Linked DNA regions of Mus musculus: region 1 is linked to region 2. A link is a contact called in public Hi-C data. All regions are on one chromosome and are shown on one strand. The core of a region is the stretch at or near the end of the contact, and the rest is flanking DNA. Distances in the headings are between cores, read along the strand shown. Region 1 overlaps Gpr107 (G protein-coupled receptor 107). Region 2 overlaps Fnbp1 (formin binding protein 1).

Region 1 (3,737 bases), core at 1,095-3,594, 130 kb after region 2:
GTCCAGATGTTAAATACACAAACAGCCCAAACACACAGTGTCACCCTTGCAGAGAGGCTGAAGCCCAGGATGGTACCTTGTAAGAGATGCCCATCTTTTTTTTTTTTTAAAGATTTATTTATTCATTTATTTTATTTTTTAAGATTTATTTATTTATTATATGTAAGTACACTGTAGCTGTTTTCAGACACTCCAGAAGAGGGCGCCAGATCTTGTTACCGATGGCTGTGAGCCACCATGTGGTTGCTGGGAATTGAACTCAGAACCTCTGGAAGAGCAGACAGTGCTCTTAAGCACTGAGCCACCAGCTCCAGGAGACACCCATCTTGAGAGGAGTTAGTGATGACGTCAGTCGCTGTCCCAGTGGAAGCTTAAAGCTTCCAGCTCTGAAGCATCGGCCGAGAGCCTCCCTGGACTCTCTCTGTTGACCGCCAGGAGCTTGACTCTGGGAAAAACCCATTTGGAATCCATCTGCCTTTCACCAGGACCCTTGTCCCAAAACCCTCTCTGTTGCTGAGGGACGTGGCTGTGTAGGTATGAATTCTGTCTCCTTGCCCAGAAATCTTAGAACAAAATAGTGTAAGACATTTTTACATTAAAAGGCCTCTAGACTTGGGATATGCAAAACCATGTTACCCAAGACTCACATGATAATCAAGTGCCCCAGACACCTCTCCCTGGAGCACCGGGGCAGAAGCTGAAGCCCTGGGTGTCTTGATTGCATTTTAATGGACACTCAAGAGTCTTGGATATGGGTCCTTTTAAAAGGATGTTCCATGCTGTCAGGATCATTTAGTGGGTAAAAGCCCTTGCTACCTAGCCTGATGACCTGAGTTCAGTGCCCTGGTTCCACATGATAGAGGAGAAAACTGACCTGACTCCGGCAAGTTGTCCTCTGGCCTGCACTGTGCACCACGCACGACTCTGTCCCAGGCACACCTTGCCTGTGACCTCCAGTTGCCCCTCTTCACCATGCCTGTTCCTCAGCTGCAGCCCTGGAGCAATGGTAATTGCCCTTCTTCCTGCCGAGCCTCTCACGTCTGTCTTTGCACCAGGATGCTGTGCAGTGAGTACTCGTGGACCTGCTCGCTTGCCCACACTCCCAGGTGTTTCCTTTGCTTTTACTCAGCAGTGGCAGTGTCACTGCCTCGGCTCCCTTTTCTAAGATGGTGGTTAAGAGGGCTGATCTATTTTGTGCCAGTCATGTTTTTAACTGTGAGTGGATGTGTACATATCCAAAAAGATGCAAATTAAGGCATCCCATGTAACAGCCAGTGAATGCTGGTAGACTGGAAGTATGTATTTTACATGTAGGAGGTGTTTAAGACGCTTGCTAGGGCTGAGAAGAATGAGACATCTTTGTCACATAAATGTACTGAGGCCCAGAGAGTGGAAGTGAGAGATAGACACTTACCTGACTGAGCTGGGGCTGGAGGCCAGGGCTTCCTGCTGGTGCTTGTCTCTCCTCTCAGGTTTATATGCTGTGCACCCAGAGTGGGAGCAAGCAGTGCTGGATGCAGGGTGAGAGGCAGTGCTTGCAGGTTGGCTGCTTTTCAGGGGAGGTGGAGCTGTGCCACTTCAGAGATGAAGGTCATCAGGGCCAAATCAATCAAGGCTGGGTCGTCGTGACTTCCGAGCCTTTCATTGTCCCAGCATGGGTGTTTAATTGAGGACCGAAAGTCAAACTGGCCAGGATGTGAGTGTGGCCTTTTCCAGTGGGCAGTGTTGTATTCTGGGAAAAGCCACTGCCATTCAATAGTAGACTGCTCTGGCAATGGCTTCCCTTTTGACCTTCAGTGAGGAGTCACCAGAACAGGAAAGTACCCAGGAGATAAACAAGAAGCCCAGTGTACGTCAGGCTGTGTATGGTCTCATCATCTCTCTATTCGTGCTCCTTTCCCAACTGACCATCCCCCACTACTTCCTGTCCCTCGCCCACTTCTCAACCACAGAAAGTCACCCCAATATGCTGAATATATTGTTTGGGACATTTGTATATTCTCGTAAGTAATGTCTGCGGTTCGCTTGGTTTTTGTTTTATGTATGTTTTAAATGTATAGAAAGTGTTGTCTGCAGATATAACTGTTTAAAATCAGTGACACTGCCAGGTAGTGGTGCACATGTTTAATCCCAGCACTTGAGAGGCAGAAGCAGGTAGATCTCTGTGAGTTCGAGGCCAGTTTGATTTACTTAGTGAGGACAGCCAGGGCTGAACAGGGAAACCCTATCTGGAAAAAATATAAATTAGTGACACTTTTCCCATCAGCTGTTCTGCTGTCTGCATCCTGATGGCTGATTTTAGCCACACCTCCATGTTCCATGGGCTGCATCCTCATGGGTTCCTCTGCTGTCCTGAGAGACAGGAGTACATGCAGTTGCCAGCTGCAGTCTATATGCTACTGCAGAGTACTGGAATAGCCTTGTCTCCTACTTCTGAGCTCTCCTAGGGACCTGTCCTTTGAAAGTTTCCTTGAATGTTGTCAGATTGCCCACCTCGTGGCTGCACCACTTTCTACTTTGTCTGGGAGCTGAGCTCTGTCACCATCCTCTCACTATAAGTGGCCTCTTGATGTGAGCCAGTCTGGTGTGTATAAACTGTTGGGGTAGTCTGTCTTCTCAGTGTCCCCACTGGGGACTCTCATTGCAGGCTTCTATTGCTTACGTATTGGATTTTCTCATTGTCTAGCTGTTCTACATGAGCAAAAGTCTTCTGTGTTCCTTGTCTGGCTACACATGCAAGTCTTGTCTCCAGTCATTATGGTCATTAGGCTAGTCAGCAGTGTGTGTTGTTGAATGAAAGTTTTGACTGTGATAGAGCCCCACCATCTAATTTCATCTTTGGGGCCATGCTGCTTGGGTCCTAGGGGCCCTTTGTGATCCCAGGTCACAAGGCAAGTTTCATTCACAGCCGAGCTCATCTGGAATCGCCCGAAAGTGAATCGAAGATAGTGAGCCCAGCTTTACTTCCCTCCTCCTCCTCCTCCCCCTCCTCCTCTTTTCCTTTCTTTCTTTTTTTAGAGGGAGGAGTTGGTTTCTCAAGACAGGGTTTCTCTGTGCAACCCTGGCTTCCTGGAACTCCCTCTGTAGACCAAGCTGGCCTCAAACTCAGAGATCCACTGCCTGTAACCTCGAGCTTTTCCACCCACACTCAAGTTCACAAAAGAATGACACTGAGATTTAGGGTTTCAGTGCCTAGGCCGATAGCTTTGGCTTGTTCCCCAGCTAGCTCATAACTTAACTACCCATTTATTGTATTCTAAATCCTGCCTTGTGCTTGGTTACCTCTCCTTGGTTACATGCTACAGTCCCCTTCAGTGTTCCAGGGTGTATATCTCCCCAACCCCCAACACCCCCCAACACCCCCCACACCTCACTATCCCAGAATTCCTCTCTCTGTACCGGACCTTCCACCTCACTATTTCCTGCCTAAGCTAATAGACCAACAGCATTTTATTGACAGGTGATCCTTCCATACATTGCACAAGAGATTCTCTCTACCTGCTTCTGCCTTCCAATCGCTGGGATCAAAGGTGTGCACCACCACTGTGCGGCTGCTTTACTCTCTTCTAGGTGTCGGTTCCAGAGGATTGTTTTTAAGATTTATTTATTTATTGTGTATAAGTACATTGTAGTGTCTTCAGACACTCCAGAAGAGGGAGTCAGATCTTGTTACAGATGGTTGTGAGCCACCATGTGGTTGCTGGGATTTGAACTCAGGACCTTCAGAAGAGCATTCA
Region 2 (3,743 bases), core at 1,115-3,614:
AGGAAGCGGCTGATTGCTCAGCCAGTCCCAACAACAGAGCTCAGCACAATCCATCATGCACTTCTGAAGCTACTCTGCCTGCTGACAGTGGCTGTCCTGACACTTTTAGGAAATTAAATTTCTGATTTAATTAAAAAAAATGATTACATTCATTTATCCAGTGTGTGTGTGTGAGTGTGTTCGAGCACTAAGGTGGGCACGTGGCGATCAGAGAGCTGCTTGCAAGAGTTGGTTCTCTCCTTCCACCTTATAGGTCCCAGAGATGAAACTTAATTGTCAGGCTTCGCAGCAAGAGCACGTATCTCTGAACCACCTCACCAACCCAAATTTCTGATTTCTAACTTGGCCTACTAAGTAGCCTTAGAACAAGTTCTCTCAAGTGTACCCTTCCTTCCTTCAACCTTGATCTTTTTGGACACTACTCTTCTTTTTATATACTCTTTCTTATTTATTTATTTATTCATGTATTTATTTATTCATTTATTGATTGATTGATTGATTGGCTGTATGCATGCGATGGCAGTGGGCAGCTTTGGGGAGACGACTCTCTCTCACTGTGGCCGAGGAACTGGACTTAGGTAATCAGGCTTCCCTCAGCACTTTCACCTACTGAGCCATTTCTCCACCCAGGCTTTGTTTGTTTTTTCGAGACAGGGTTTCTGTGTAGCCCTGGCTGTCCTGGAACTCACTCTGTAGACCAGGCTGGCCTTGAACTCAGAAATCCACCTGCCTCTGCCTCCCGAGTGCTTGGACTAAAGGCGTGCGCCGCCACTGCCCAGCTTCTCCACCCATTCTTTTATTTCAGTTTTGAGATAGGATCTCACGTAGTCTAGGCTGACGTTCTGATCTTCACAGGCTGAACCACTGCATGTTTTGTGCAGTGCTGGGAATTCGTGCAAAGTAAGTACTCTACCAGCTACTCCACACTCCAGGCCCCTCCCTCCCTCCCTCCGTCCCTCCCTTCCTTTCTCTCTCTTTCTTTGGAAATAGGATCTCATTATGAAGCCCAGGCTGGTCTTAAACTTACTGCAATCCTCCTGCTTCAGCCTCTGGAGTACTAAGGTTAGATATAGACCAGAACACTGTTCCTATGAAATGAAGAGTCTCTCAGTACTGGGATTCTGCAGATAAAGAGATCCACCAGCGCATGGATCTGAGGCAGACACTCATCTAATTAGCCACGGCTGAAAGTTTTTCCCATGCCAGAGGACGGTGGGGGAGAAAACACAAAACTTGGGAACTTTCCATTTGCAAGAATGCTGCTTATCAGCCCACGGTCTGGACCCAACTCTGGCTTTAGGGATAACTGAGCTCTCAGGGACTACACTGAAGTGTCTCCAGCTGGCCATGGTGGCACATGACTTTAATCTCAGCACTCCAGAGAGGCTCTAGGCCAGCCTGGGCCACAGTTTCAGGACACACAGGGTTATATGTAGAGATTGTCTCCAAAAAAAGAAAAGGAAGAAGTGTCTCAGTACTCAGCTGCTTGGATGCTTGGAGATCCCAGAGGAAGGCATTCAACTACATCTGTCTGCAGGGGAACGCCACAGGCCAGGACCTGCACATGGGTGCGGCACTGACCATTCGGCTACAGACTTCTTGTCTGTTTGTTTGAGGCAGGGACTCACGTTACATTCCAGGCTAGCCTGGAAAGACATGTAGTCCAAGCTAGCCTTAAACATAACATTTTCCTGCCTCAGCCTCCTAGCTGCTAGGATTACAGATATGAGCCGCCACGCTCAGCCCAGACATTTATTATAAATACAACTGGAGGAGGCTCACTTAGTTTTACTTGGGAGGTCACAAATTATTTTTTCCCAGCCTTTTCCCATTAAGCTAAGCTGGTATCTATGCTGGACGACTGCCTAATTCTCATAGAGGTTCATGTATGGTAACAAACTGTTTTGTGACAGAATCTCAGGTAGCTCAGACTGGCGTGGGACTTGTTCTATACCCAAGGATGTCCCTGAACTTCTGGTCCTCCGAAGGATTTCAAACCTGAGTCGTAACAGCAACCGCAGTCTAAGAGACTGTTCCCTGAACTTGGGTGCCACAGAGCACAGGACCACGTGAGCTGACACTTATATCCCGGCTCCACAGCTTCCAGTAATTCACTGGATTCACCACCGAGGAAGGTGGGGACTGAGTGGAGAGGGAGCCGTGGAGGAATGTCGCCGCTGTGGTGCCTTCTCCCTTTGCAGAGAGATGCAGGTGTGAGAGGTATGCTATTGTTACCCCTTAGCTTCACAAGGGAACCAGTAAGCCCGGTCCGATTCCTTCCTCCTCGCCAGCAGCATCATTTGGGCAGCAGAGCCTGTGCCGCATCCCTGTCTGTAATTACTCAACACAGATTTTTCTGACTGTCTAGTCGCTTCCACTTCCTCATCTTCTACATTGTCTGAGAGAGCGAGTCAGAGTTGGTGAGACCAAGGAGGAAAATGAATGACTCGGAATCTCTGAAGGGGAAGTGTGAGGTGCTTCCAGCACGGACTAGAGAGTCAAAGACCTCAGGCCTCCTGGCTCTCTGCTGCTCATTCCCCTCCGCATGGCTCTTTCCTTCCTCTCTTTCTGTCATTCGTCTGCTCTCTGGGAGTCTAGGCTCAGGCTCTCTCTCCCTCTGGATGCTACGGGAAAACACACTGGGTCTACTCACAAAGTAAAGACGCAGAATGAGACATGCAACATGGTGCGCAAGAGACGCAGGACTCCGGAGCGGAACTTACCCCACGCTTTAGGCTCCGGAAGCAGTGGATTTTGGGTTTGGAGGTCATGAACTCGTTGAAGCGGTGGGAGAGGGGTTCCTTTGGCTGCTTGGGAGACTGGGGGCCGTTGGGAACAGCAGAGGGTGAGGCAGAGGCAGGGGGCGGAGGGGGAGGCTGATGGGGGGATGTTAAAAGGGACATAAGCTACAATGTGAGGGGTGGAATGACGACAGAAAAAAAAAATCAGAAACAAGAAGACACAAAACAGAAATAAGCATCAAATCATATTCAAGATCCAAAGCAAGTAAAACACAAACCATTAATATCGATGCCACGGTACAAAAGAAATCATGGAGGATGCGGTCCACAGAGGGGGCGGAAAGGAGAGGGTCCGTGAGTACGCGACAGGACAGCAGAAGATCATGACCCAAAGCTCATGCAGACAGTGACATGCAATCTAGGCTCTCGTTAGTCGTTCTAGAACCAGTTTAAGCCAGAGGTAAACACGTCCACATCTAAGCTAACGCAGTTCGATGGGGGAGAGGGGGTCTAAAACAGGGGGACAGTCCTGTCCTGGAAAACTCAGACAATCAGTCTAATCTAAGGTTAATGCAGTAAGGCCACTTCCATCCGGTTTAGGCCGCCGGGTTAGCTGTCATGCACCTACATACCACGCTATGAAAAGAAAAGGGAAAAATATTCACAGAGACAGGTTAACGTGTCAAAACCAAGGTCAGGCTGGCAAGCTTGATTAGATGGGACTCGGTCCCCTTGCTCCCAGCAGTCTGGGAGGATGGGGGTGGGTGACAGGGCTGTGAGGTCAGTGATGTTAGTGTGGGTGACCCGGTCCTGGGACAACGCATCTGCAATAAGACAGAGGCCATGGCAAAGACTCCAACACCAGAGACAGACCGTTTGAATCGTGAATTGAACGCAGCACACTAACTGTCCTCTCTCGCTCTCTGGAAGTCCAGATCTTAGTTTGATTAAGACCAAAAGATAAACTCTGAGACTCTGCATCTGTAGCTCACAGCCCACGCA

Evidence for each region. Hi-C and Micro-C count contacts between places; a contact is called where the count stands out from the background.
Region 1: a Hi-C map of bone marrow-derived macrophages shows a contact between it and region 2, with 42 read pairs. The contact joins two enhancer-like sites. A contact is called at or near these places in 2 of 39 promoter capture datasets (the C10 cell line and liver), 3 of 484 Hi-C or Micro-C datasets (bone marrow-derived macrophages and nephron progenitors), 7 of 115 datasets of contacts at active chromatin or transcription factors (the HPC-7 cell line, Th17 cells, embryonic stem cells and 3 more) and 3 of 9 other capture datasets (adipose tissue, liver and pancreatic islet).

What each region holds. Positions count from the first base shown.
Region 1 is chr2:31,178,582-31,182,318 of GRCm38.p6, forward strand. All of the region lies in intron 9 of Gpr107 (G protein-coupled receptor 107), which reads left to right. Among named protein-coding and RNA genes, the nearest start is that of Gm22516, 9.2 kb to the right of the region's middle. Within about 2 kb of position 2,345, at least 38 of the 459 cell types and tissues checked have an H3K27ac peak or open chromatin away from gene starts, as enhancers often do. A contact at or near this core is called in bone marrow-derived macrophages, where this site is marked.
Region 2 is chr2:31,050,262-31,054,004 of GRCm38.p6, forward strand. Fnbp1 (formin binding protein 1) reads right to left here. Exons shown (of 17, transcript NM_001177648.1): 10 at 2,724-2,906. Among named protein-coding and RNA genes, the nearest start is that of Gm39786, 56 kb to the left of the region's middle. Within about 2 kb of position 2,365, at least 32 of the 459 cell types and tissues checked have an H3K27ac peak or open chromatin away from gene starts, as enhancers often do. A contact at or near this core is called in bone marrow-derived macrophages, where this site is marked.